3 separate regions of the Rattus norvegicus genome follow, and regions 2 and 3 are each linked to region 1. A link is a contact called in public Hi-C data. All regions are on one chromosome and are shown on one strand. Each heading gives the region's core, a stretch centred on a gene start, on an enhancer-like site or on the middle of the called end of the contact. The rest is flanking DNA. Distances are from core to core; before and after follow the strand shown. Region 1 holds the start of Ltv1 (LTV1 ribosome biogenesis factor). Region 2 has its middle 69 kb from the start of Fuca2. Region 3 holds the start of Phactr2 (phosphatase and actin regulator 2).

The links. Hi-C and Micro-C count contacts between places; a contact is called where the count stands out from the background.
Region 2: a contact with region 1 is called in a Hi-C map of the A7r5 cell line, with 2.9 times the contacts expected there. The contact joins the enhancer-like site here to the promoter of Ltv1 in region 1. A contact is called at or near these places in 3 of 12 Hi-C or Micro-C datasets (the A7r5 cell line, Schwann cells and mammary epithelial cells).
Region 3: a Hi-C map of Schwann cells shows a contact between it and region 1, with 1.7 times the contacts expected there. The contact joins the promoter of Phactr2 here to the promoter of Ltv1 in region 1.

What each region holds. Positions count from the first base shown.
Region 1 is chr1:9,396,558-9,400,750 of GRCr8, forward strand. Ltv1 (LTV1 ribosome biogenesis factor) reads right to left here and starts at 2,000. Exons shown (of 11, transcript NM_001014157.1): 1 at 1,980-2,000; 2 at 1,107-1,238. The coding sequence starts at 1,982.
Region 2 is chr1:9,634,770-9,638,962 of GRCr8, forward strand. It overlaps a transcript of Phactr2 not described here. Among named protein-coding and RNA genes, the nearest start is that of Fuca2, 69 kb to the right of the region's middle. Within about 2 kb of position 1,907, at least 4 of the 93 cell types and tissues checked have an H3K27ac peak or open chromatin away from gene starts, as enhancers often do.
Region 3 is chr1:9,528,718-9,532,910 of GRCr8, forward strand. Phactr2 (phosphatase and actin regulator 2) reads right to left here and starts at 2,195. Exons shown (of 12, transcript NM_214458.2): 1 at 2,143-2,195. The coding sequence starts at 2,188.

The DNA.
Region 1 (4,193 bases), core at 750-3,249:
GTGAATACTGGCCGACAGGAATCACTAATTCTTGATAAATACCCAAACTACGGAGAGTCCAAACCAGAGCGCTACATAAAATTATAATGAAATGACAACAAGCCAGGCTGAGGCAGACCATCAGAACCCACAGTTATAAGACAGGCCTGAAAAATGCAGACGACCTTGTTTCAAAGACCAAGTGAAACAGGAGCACATCCACATGACAAGAACGAGAACAGCTCTCTCAACCAGGCAGTTCTGCATGACAACTCCAGGTGAGAAATATAAGTAGCACACACTCAAAAAATGTCACTGGAGGATTATGAGAAACAATCTGGAGACTTTGACAGTAAGCATAGTTTCTTGTACTTAGACCCAAAGAAAGCTTTTCAGTGGTGTAAGGGGTGGCTTTAAGGAAAAGCTAAGTGCAGGCCAATGCCCCCCCCCCCCCAATCCTTAAAACACGTCTTACATTTTTAAATGAGTGTTTGGACTACATGTGTGGCTAGGACAGACTGGAGTATGAGATCCCCCTCCAGCAGATGTTACAGATGGTTGTGACTGTACAGACGGGTGCTGGGAACTGAACCTGGGTCCTCTGCAAGAGCAGCAAGTGCTTAAAACACTGACCCATCTTTCTAGCGTCCCCCAAGACCTTTATATGAGCCATCTTCAACAAGCGTAACGCTAGCATAAACCAGCTTCTTCAAGGCCCCTTTGGGACGTCCGAAGCTAATTCATGGGCTCAAATGCTTTGTGTTTCGTGAGATGAGTGACTCGGGGCAGGAATACAAATGGAAGACTACTGTAACACAGCAGAACCCCAAGAGAAAGCAAGAGATGGAGCACACCACCACAGACAGCCTAGATGCTCTATCCTGTCAATCAAGACAAATACACAACATCAAACATCAGCGCAAAGATTGGAAACCAAGTCACGGCTCAGTTTTTTTTTTTTTAAGAGGACCAACTTCTGAGAGTATCAACTCATTATTAAACTCTGGGGGCATATAGTTCAGGGGTAAAGTGCTTGCCTGACATGCCTAAGTCCCCTGGGTTCCACTTTTCAGGACTACAAAACTACTATTCACCTAAAAACTTAGTGGCCACAGGACAGGACCTACCTTTTGTGTAGGCACCAGAACTCTCTGCGGTGCGGTTTCATCTGCTGCCAAGGGGTCTCTCTGGCTCCGGTGGACCAGGTGAAAAGACACAGCTTTCTTCTTCTCTATAAAGGGCTTTTTCTTTCTGTGAGGCTACAAAATAATCAGGAAGGGCCGCTAAAGTGGGCAATTCTACTGCCAGAGGAATATTTAGTAAGCATGTGAAGGGTGAACAGATATGTCGAATTTGCACATCTAAGCCAGACAGCAGTCCCTGCCTCCTGAAGGATCCATATTTACCTTCTCCACCAAACACTGGCTAGGTACCCTACCTACTCTGAGACACTTGTTCAAAGGTGTTGGGAATATGGCAGTGGGACAGTCTAAGAGGCTCTCCGTTCTTAACAAGCAAATGAGTAAGGACAAATGACCTTAGTGAAGGAAAGTCAAACAGGGTTAAGTTCAAATGCCTAAAGTCTTTTGTAGTGGGTGCTCTGAGGTCCCCGAAAAGTTGGCCGACACTTCATCTAACAGACAAGCAAGGTTTAGACTATTTACTCCACATTCTTAGGTGTTCTTCAACTCTGGGTCTGGAAACCGAGATGCTAACCAGGTGGCTGAAGTGGACCCCGGAAGCAGGGGGCGGGGCTTGTATCACAGGGACGGAGTTAACCTAAGCCGTCAGGACCGTAAACGCCCGGGATTTTGCAAAAGGGAAACCATCTTTCTCCTTCCGAAGTGCACCCGGGGTGACGAAGATGACTGGTGCCGGGATAGTGACTGGTTTCGGGGCACCAAGCCGCGCGGCCAGTGGCCTAAGCCAGCCGCAGGGAGCGGCGAACAGACATAACCGGAACCCGCCGGCTCCCTCCCGGAGCACCGCGGTTTTCTCACCATGATGAGGCAGGGACTCCCTTTCCGGAACCGCGAAAGCCGAACCGCGACTCGCCGGTATCTCCCGGCAGCTCTACACGTGGGTAGACAGGTCTAGGACAGCACGTCACACGATGGCATGGCAAAGAGCCAATCGCCGAGGAGCCGCTAGACTGCAGCCGGAAGTTGCGTGAGCCCGCGGTGAAGGAACGTTCCCGGGAACTTCCGGGAGGTGGGGCTAGCAGGACTCTCTCTCTCAGTGGGCGGGGCTTTTCTGGCTGGAGTCGGTGCAGGTTGGGAGTAGCCTACCTAACTGGAGTTCTACCTGAAGGCAAATGTCCCGTCCCTACACCGGGCTGATGAATGTAACGTTATCACTGAAGATATTCCACACCTATTCTTAACTGAGAACAAACAAGACAAAAACAAATAAAAACAAGACCAAGCCTGTGCAGGTTCATGGAAGGAAAGTAGTCACTTCCCTGACTTCTTGACCTAAGGGAAATCAGTTGCTTATGTTCAACCAAGGCGGAACTCTAATAGGCAGAGCCTAACATCTCCAGAGTCTTCATTTTACATCTTTTGATCAACAATTCCCAGCAGTATCTTATCACAGACCCTACGACTCTTGGTTTTAGGGGCATTTGACGTAATGTATTCTGAATCTCTGATGACTGCTTATTTTTTAAGATGAAAACCAATAAACTGAAGGTGGTTTTTTTGTTGTTGTTGTTTGTTTTATGTAGCCCAGCCTCTTGTCCAACTTGAACTGCACTTCACTAGTGACGGGCATGTTCTATTTATATGATGCTGAAGATCGAACCCAGCCAGAGCTTCCTGCATGCTGGGTGAACGCCCCACCAAGTGTTCTATGAGCACATCTCCATCCCCCATGTTTTTGCTCACGTATTTTGCGGTACCTTAAGCAAATCAGATTTTAAGTGTAATTGCTTAGGAAGGGTTCCATCAGATCTCGGAGAAAAGAGTGATGAAATAATTCAACATTCTGTCAGTAGATGTTTGCTTTCTCCTCCCCAAGTGGAGAGAAAGTTGCTAGTGTTTTTTGTTTTTGTTTTTGTTTTCCCCAATGTCTGAGTTCTGTTGGAATGTCTCTATAATTATAGTCAAATATTATCACTGTAAATGTTTGTGGGCTAATGTTCTTTTTCTACAAGAAAAACAATGGCAATGTTTTAGGTCAGGACCACGCAATTTGTCATGAGAAAATGCTTCGTAAAGCAGATATATTGTTTAATTTATCTTTACATTAATTAGCCATTTTTATTTGTTACTTGAAAGTAAGATTCATGAGGGAAGTGCTGGTTCCATTTCAGTCCATTTTATTTACTACTAGATTTAGTTCTTGGTACCCACACCCAATACATATTTGTGTATGTGAATTAATGATCTGGCATTCTACCCGAATGACCTATTTCCCCACTAGGACTCTGTGAGAGTTGCTATTAGGTGCCGTTATGATCATTTTCGCTGCAAATCTAAGTTCCCAGAAGAAAAAGCCATACTCGTTTTGAAGATTCTAAACGACTAACTGGAACTTCATGATTGTGGAAAGGTTGGAATGTTGCAGACACACAACCAAAATATGTTGGCCTATATTCAGTACCCCCCTTAGCAGCTAACTCATTGTCCTCCTCTGTGTCTGACCTAGCAACCTTTTGCCTATTAGATAAAACATTTGACATACCTTCTTGCAGATCACTGTTTCCACCAATCCCAAAGCTAAGAATGCTGTCAGCTAGCATTCTTTTGACCAGGTTGTCCTTAAACTAAGAGATCGTCCTGCCTTTGCCTCCCAAGGGCTGGGATTACCGATGTGGGCAAACACGCCAGGCTAAATGGCTGAAGACCTTACTCCTCCTCCTCCTCCTCCTCCTCCTCCTCCTCCTCCTCCTCCTCCTCCTCTTCCTCCTCTTCTTCTCCTTCTCCTTCTCCTACTCCTCCTACTCCTCCTCCTCATTCTTCTTTGTGTGTGTGTGTGTGTGTGTGTGTGTGTGTGTGTGTGCCAACATGCCAGGCTAAAGGCCTTCCTTTTCTTCTTTCTTTTTCTCTTTCTTTCTTTTTTCTTTTCTATCTTTCTTTTTTCTTTTTTCTCTTCTTCTTTTGTGTGTGTGTGTTTTTTGACCGGCTCTCACTACGTAGCTCTCTGGCTGTCTAGGAACTTACTGTGTAAAACAGTCTGGCCTTGAACTCACAAAGATCAACCTATCTCTGCCT
Region 2 (4,193 bases), core at 657-3,156, 240 kb after region 1:
TGGAAAGAAGTTTTGAACAAAAAAAGTTGAACGCTAGAAACAAGTTTCTCATCGGGACCAGGTACGTGGTGAGCGATGTAATACTTAATAATGTTAATCAGAGGGAAGCTCCACGAACTTTTGCTTTTATGACACATTTAAGTTTAGGGTTTTTTTTTTTTTCAATGAATGTGTTTAGCAAACTCTTTTTCAGTAAGAAAAAATCTTATGATTTGCAAAATACGTCATCTAGAAAAAGCGTGAGAAGACCTTCCAAGGCAGAGTGCTATGCGGCAGCCTCCTGTCCTGGCTGTCCCCTGGGCGTTATATAACTCAAAGGTAATTAAGAAACTCAGCCTTGGACTGTAAATCCCATCCCACAAAGACTAATCCAGCGTGAAGACATCAAGTGCGCAGATGCTCCACGTTCCCAGCCAAAATAAAGACCGCAGCCTTGGGATATATACGTCTGCTCTAATCCTGCCGGACATCAATTTAGAAGGATTCAGCTTAGCCAAGGACATTGGCTTTCTCTGACGTATCTCCTTCCAGAAAAGTGACTATACTGTATTGGCTGAACACAGTAACTCTAAACGTCCCTAAAAACTTTTCTTTTTAAACATTTGTTCACAGACTGGAACATGGACTTTTCCTCCTCTAAATTGAAAACAAATGTCCACTTAGTAAGACTTAATGTACTTAGGAATCAATTGTCTTCTGAAAACAGTTTATCCCAAGAGGAAAAGGATTCTTACTTAACAAAGCAGTGCAGTCACACAGTTTTAATAGAATGGAGGATAAATAAACATTAAGTCGTTTAAAAACAAGAATTAATGTAAGAGTTCTTCCTAAGTTCTACGGAACTTGACAAGAGAGAAATGCTCACACCGGACACGCTGGTTTTTCTGTTTTCAGTAGAAGTCCTTAGGTACCAACATCAAGTTCCTGGCGGTGTGTTTAATTGGTGTGGCTTCGGCGCCATCTTGTGCCCAAAGTTCAAACAGCAGCAAAGAAGGTCCCTGACCCCCCCCCCCTCCATTTTTAATACCTTGAAAACTTTTTCTAAAAATGTCTTATTGCAGTGAATATAAAGAAAAAATCATCAGTGTACAACCTTCCTGTGATGTGACTCTAGAAACTTAAGACCAGACCTGGGGCCAAAAAAATACCATGTATTGGACTGACCCAGGGCTCCAACTGCATATGTAGCAGAGAATAGCCTTGTTGGGGCACCAGTGGAAGGGGAAGCCCTTGGTCCTGCCAAGGTTGGACCCCCAGTACAGGAGAATATGTGGGGAGCAGTAAGGGGGATGTATGGGGGAATACCCATATGAGGGAGGGGGAGGGGAGGGGATGGGGGCTTATGGACAGAAAACCAGGAAGGGGAATAATGTTTGAAATGTAAGTAAAGAAATATATCTAGTAAAAAATGTTTTAAAAAAATATCATGTATGACAGATAAAACAAGACCACAGGAAGAGAGGACTAACTAAATGGTTTTAACTGGTGTGTGTGTGTGTGTGTGTGTGTGTGTGTGCGCGCGCGTGCGCGTGCGCGCTCGTGCTGTGTAGACACATAGTATGAGGTCAACTGCTAGAATAGAAATAAACATCTGGAATAGCCAGTGCATGGTCTTCTCAGGCTTTCTTGAGTACTACTACAGTAGGGGTTTTATATTGTTTGAAAAACATTCACACCAGATTTCCAGTGCAACCAACTCAGAAGCACTACTTTTGTACCAACACACACACACACACACACACACACACAGAGAGAGAGAGAGAGAGACAGAGAGACAGAGAGGCAGAGAGACAGAGACAGAGACAGAGAGAGACAGAGGCAGGAGAGACAGAGAAAGAGAAACAATTTGAAAATTTTAAGATATCTGGAAAATCTTCTTAGGAATACTGGTAAGCAATTCAACCTACAGAAAACGCAAGCAAGCATAACGAAAAATAAATGTAGTTACAATTTTAAGATCTAGTTGAATTTCTGGTGCTCATATGTTGACTGCTGTACAAAACCACTGACATTGCTAAAGGAAAATGCTTTAAACCTAAACTTTTAAGGTGCACAGAAAACGACCCGAAAGCCCTTTGTCCTCTGCAGAGGATCATTGTATGATCTTGAATGTGGCTTCCTTTTAATCAGTAAAATGTAGCAAGAGGAACATGCTGTCACCATGGGACCATGTCTCATAGGGGATTCTCCTTCTTGAGTTGAGGAAGGGAAATTGAAAAGCAAACCCAAAGAAAATGAAACAACACACACACACACACACACACACACACACGCGCGCGCGCGCGCACGAACTTTCCAGCTTCAGCTCCTTGGTTTTAGCTGATTTTACAAACCTCTAAGCACTGAGTACTTGGGCTACAACCTTGAGCCTGCACAGATGTTTCTAAAGGTGACCTTTTTACCTCAGCACCTGGAAACCTATACTCAACGTCTCCACTAACACCATTTTCTGGGCCATTCAGATTGGTTTTGCATATGCAGGGCACGAATTACCTTGCCTTTAATTACTGTTCTTGCCTGGGTTCTGGCTCAGTGGATAAAGCGCTTGCCATGCAAGCCTAACACCCCAAATGAACACTGAAGCGGAGAAAAACTCCACAAAATTGTCCTTTGGCCCCCACATGCACACTTGTTCCCAACATGCATATGTTACACATATAATGATGATGGTGGTGGAGGTGGTGCTATTGATAATAATAATAATAGTAACAGTAATAATAATAATAATAATAATAATAATACCATCTGCCTGTTGACTAAACTTTTTTTAATCCATGTCCTTTGCTGTTGTCTGACAGGCCTGGTTATTAATCGGCCATCTGAGGATGCTGGGAAACCCTCATGTAGTTTGACTTAGTCCTCATCTCACAGTTTCTGCTGCCTCAAACCTCTTCAATCCACAGACTTTGCATACAAATCTAAGAAAGTTCCAAGCAGGCTGCCACCAAGTAGAGCCTCTAGGTGAGAAAGAAAGCAGACCTCTGCTTTCTTGCCCAGGACTTGAGGAAATCCTCAGCAAGAGCCCAGATGGATGGTGTCCAGGTTCCTGACCCAGAAAAAGTGACTCGAGTTAGTTACCACAAGAGTGGCAACTTATCCCGAAGTAATTGAAACAACAAACAAACACGAAATGTCCACTTGTCCATTAAATAAAATTCACAACTTAGACCCCTTCTGGGCCTCTGAGTTCAGCTAAAGAGATGTTCTGGGATGGTGTACCCCATGCAGAGATCAGAAAGGCAGGGAGAGCTGAACACAGTCTCAGGGGCACAAAGGAAAAACAGATAGGCGATTAACTTCAGCAGGAGAACAAGTGGGGATACAGGCAGGAAAACAAACAGACAGACAGACAAAAAACCCACAGCCCGCAAACCAACACGGGGATGAACTGGAGAGGGAATGTTTGGACAGGAATATTTGCAAGCTACAGAAAACCTAAATTAAGAACACTTAACCAAAAGGACAAAAAGGCAAATAAATACCAAGGGGCGAGGAATGTGTGCATTCACAAAACCACAGTTGGGGGGGCAGGGCGGCCTCTGGCTTAGCTGCATTCAACTGAAAACTCCGCTTGCCTCTTGTCCTCATTCAATAGGCTCTCCCATCATATATTAGAAATGACAATCTATAACCAGACAAGAAGCTCCTTTGTCAGAAGCCCAGACATTTGAACTAACACACACACACACTCACACACACATACACACTTATACACACTCACACTCACACACACTTACCCACTCTCACACACACACATACACACACAGACACACACACACACACACACACACACACACACACACACGCCTAAAAACACTGAAAACACAAAAAAATGCACTTTTGCTCGAGGTACTAGACATAAATACAAAACCAAGAAAGCGTAATGGTAGATCGTTCTATAAACATCCTAATTACATGGTTCCCTCCCCCACTTCTTTCACCCTATGTAATAAAATAGCACAGGCTTGTTGCGGTTTGATAAATGGGTGGACTTGTAAGTAACAATCCAAAGGAAAGGTAGTAGAAAAAAAATCTAATATCTTCTATGCAGAGACTCCCATATTGGAAACATTAATTCTCCAAGATTATAAGTAGTGTTAGAAAGCCTACCATTAAAAATAGTATGAAAGTCAGGACGGCAGTGAAAAATAGCTAATTTCAAGGCAGAGGCAGGGAAAGCAGAAATGACCTGA
Region 3 (4,193 bases), core at 945-3,444, 130 kb after region 1:
TATATATTACACACACACACACACACACACACACACACACACACACAGAGAGAGAGAGAGAGAGAGAGAGAGATTGCCTGCTCTCTCCACACCATTGCTCACATCATAGGTGTTAACTCAAATTTCCTTAGACCTCACTTGCGTATTACTCCTTATTCCTTGACTTGTGTAAAGGCAAATTTTACTTCTTCATAATTCCCTCTGCTAATATTTTGTGACAAACAAACTAAAAATCAAGACAGTACTTCCCAACACGAGCCGCCCTGGAATGATGATTTAATTCTATCGCTGCCAGTGAGGAAACAAACAAACATGCAAAAATGAAAATCCTTGCTTTGATTGAAAACTATCACACTACCTTCAGTGAGACAAAAGAAAGCCAGTCTTCTTTGTACCCAACAGTTTTAGAATGGACAAGCAGTTCATTATAATAGACCAAACAGTCTTATAAGCAACATGCCCTATCAACAACCCCCCACCTCAAATTAAACACTCAGAAGCCATAAACAAGAAGCCTTTTGATGTCCAGAGCAATGTGGTCACATCATTATTAGCAAGGGAGAACATAAGCTTCCTTGAATTCAGTTTTCTCTCCCTTGCAGAGGGGTCATTCTTTGGGGGCATTAGCCTAAGCTTGAGCAATGCTTATGATAGTCCGAGGAATGAAGACGCACCATTTGCACAAACCTGGCGGTGTGTGTGTGTGTGTGTGTGTGTGTGAGAGAGAGAGAGAGAGAGAGAGAGAGAGAGAGAGACAGACAGAGAGAGAGAGACAGAGAGAGAGAGACAGAGAGACAGAGAGAGACAGACAGGCACACAGACACACACACAGAGAAAGAGAAAGAGAGACAGACAAAGAGAGACAGAGAGAGAGAGACAGAGAGAGACAGACACACACACATACACACTCACAGAGAGAGACAGAGACAGACAGACACACAGACACACACAGAGACAGAGACAGGCAGACAGAGACAGAGAGACAGAGGGAGACAGATACATACACAGAGAGACAGAGACAGACAGAAACAGAGAGACAGAGAGAGACAGACAGGCACACAGACACACACACACACACACACACACAGAAAGAGAGACAGACAAAGAGAGACAGAGAGAGAAACAGACAGAAAGAGACAAACACACACACATACACACTCACAGAGAGAGAGAGAGACAGACACACAGACACACACACAGAGACAGAGACAGGCAGACAGAGACAGAGAGACAGAGAGAGACAGACACATACACAGAGAGACAGAGACAGAGACAGAGAGAGAGACAGAGAGAGAGAGAGACAGAGACAGAGACAGAGAGAGAGACTGGAGAGCTCTGTCTACTCAAACATCCTGGAATGCTTTATAAACCTTCCTCTGTGCCTTGTCATTTCCTCTCTGTGAGATCCTGTTGATGTCTGTAAAACCTAAGAGTCCATCAGACCACTGCAATGTTTAACATGCATGGTCTCTACGAGGTCATGTTTTGGAAATAGTCGATGGAAGAATCTCAAAATCATACTTTGAAGGTTTATTTCCTTATCCAATCACATGTTGTGTGGACAAACAACTGTTTATCCCGATACATGGGGATAATGCCAGCCTGCTTACCTTCCTTCCTTTCTTCTAAAATTTTTTTTAAAAGAAAACTGTAAAAGAAGCATAGTACTGTAGCTCAGAAATGTTGCCTGAGTCTCCATACAACAAACTTTACCCCTCAAGACATAGGCTTTCCTAAACACTATAGCTTATGTGTGTAACATAAACAAAACAAGTACATCTGAACCAATTACACATTTTGGGGTAGTTATTAAATATTCAGCATCTGCCAGGAAAGGGGAAAGCAAGCCGCACTTCTGCTCCGAATAACAAACCATAAATCAGTTGACAAGCTTGAAAGAATTCAGTTCTAGTCTGTTCGAAAGCCAAGCCTAAGGAAGAGGGGGAGCCCGCGGGAATGTTTCTCCTGCTCTCGAAGTTTCGCCCTTTTTCAAAACAGACTCGTGCGCAAATGGCGTTTCTCGGAACTTTCTGGCTTTCCAAGTTATCTGGAGAGAAACCAAAGCCCGGGGCACGCGCGCGGAGCTGGGGGCCTGCGCCTGGAACCGGGGCTCTGCAGGCGCCGGCCTGGCCCGGGACTCACCGCTGCCGGGCTGCGGGGACAGCGCGGACACCGAGGTCTGGCCCATGGCGGGTGACCGCCCCGCCGCGCCTCCGCCTCACCGGGCTGCTCCGCTCCTGCGCGCGCCCGTCCGCTCGCCGCCGGCCTCCCGCGCGCTCATCTCGGCCCGCGCCCGCCAGTCCCCGCACCTTCTCCCCGCGCGCGCGGGTCGCCCGGCCCTGGCAGCGGCCAAGCCGGCCCAGCGGATGCCTGTCATTCCTCTATGCAGATTAGCTGGGGTCAGGGGTCACCGGGAGAAAAGAGGGGGGCAAGGGCGACAGGGAGCAGAGGAGAGGAAAGAGCTGAGCCCCAGGATGAGGGTGTGGGGTATGTGTAAGGGGTGTTGGTCCAGCTGCACACTGTGGGTGGGGGAACTGGGTGCCCGCACACCCTGGGGCAGGAGGGCAGAAAGGCTATCAGAAAACTCCCTTTAATTTCCAAGGTTCAATGTCAAAGGATCCTCTAGGTCTGAGGAAAAAAAATCATTAAAGTACTTAGTCACTGGTACTTAGTTTAAGAAAATTTGTTTCTTTAAAGTTAGTTCCTTCCTTATATTGTTTGCAGCATTGCAGCGCTGTTAGAGAAGCCATTGCGTAGCATTTCCCTCTCTTTAACAAACTATCTTCCTTTCGACAAAAGCAATTTAAAAAGTCATGGCTTCGGTTTGGACAGCGCAAGTCAGAGATGTGACACAGTGATCTATGCGTGATATCAACTGACCGTATACACTTGACTCCACCACCTAAAACTTTCGCTCAGCGTGGCTGTTCCTCAAAAGACTCACTGTAGACACAACCGTAACAACAAAAGCAGTTTGTCTGACAAACTGTTATGCCCCCGAGTTAAATTAACACTCCCATAATATGCTATGAAGTCTCAAGTCTCTAAAAACTATGAATACACTTAAAAGCTTCATCCTTACAGCTGATAGGTAGCAAGCTGAGTGGTCAAGATTCAGTATATATACATGTGGGACATAAAGAAACATGTGTATGTGTGTGTGTACGTAAATATATACATATCTGTATACATGGCACATTAAACACAAGTGTGGTTCCATGAACATATTTTGTTATGAGCTGTACATTAGGACGTGTGCATGCCTTTCTGTACATTCCATTAAAAAGTACAATCTATTCATGTTGCTTATGTCATCTCTGATCTTACAGTTTATCCTGAAGAACTCTGAACCGTAAAAACAATTGTTCGGTATAGACCTTACAAGATCATCGGTTCTCCTATTTTAATCATGAAAATCACATTTCCTTCCTTCGTGTGTGTGTGTGTGTGTGTGTGTGTGTGTGTGTGTGTGTGTGTGTTAGTGAGCTCGGTAGGACCTTGTTTTGCTGTTTGGAAAGACACTTGCTTATCTGTTTCATCAGGGTTAAGTAAGTGGCCCCTTCTTCATTGGTTCTTTTTCTTTAAAAAGCTGTTAAGAAACCGTGACTATTTTGGGGGGTGATGGGAATTGAACCCTGGGGGCTGTTTGCATGTTAGGCAGGCCCTCTACTACTGAGGTATGCACCAATTTTTAAAATGAAACTGAAAGACTTAACCAAAATGTGAGCCCTAATTTAGGACAATAACGTCCACACCACCTCTCCTCTTTGAGTACACATGATGTGTTTTGAGGATGCATCCTACCTGGGAACTCAGCAGTGACAGTCAATGACAAGACTGCCTGTTCTTTCATGGCTTTGCTAAAAATTGCATTAGGAAGCAACCAAGCAAAATGTTTGTGGAAGTTAAGAGGAGAGATATCTTCCTATTGTGCTACTGGCAGTGCTTCCCTGATAAAGGAAGCCATTGTTAGGGGGAAACACAGAAAATACTGCCCGTTGAAAGTTCATAATAGAAGCTTTTAAAGATGACAAGCATTCAACTTGGTTACAATGTTTTCTGCTATCGCTATTTCTCCTCTTTGAGAAATAACGATGAGGGGTTTTTTTTGTTTTTTGGTTTTTTTTGGTTTTTTTTTGCCTGCCACTAAGTCTTATTCCAAGCATTATGGGGGAAAAGGTTCTAGCTTTGAG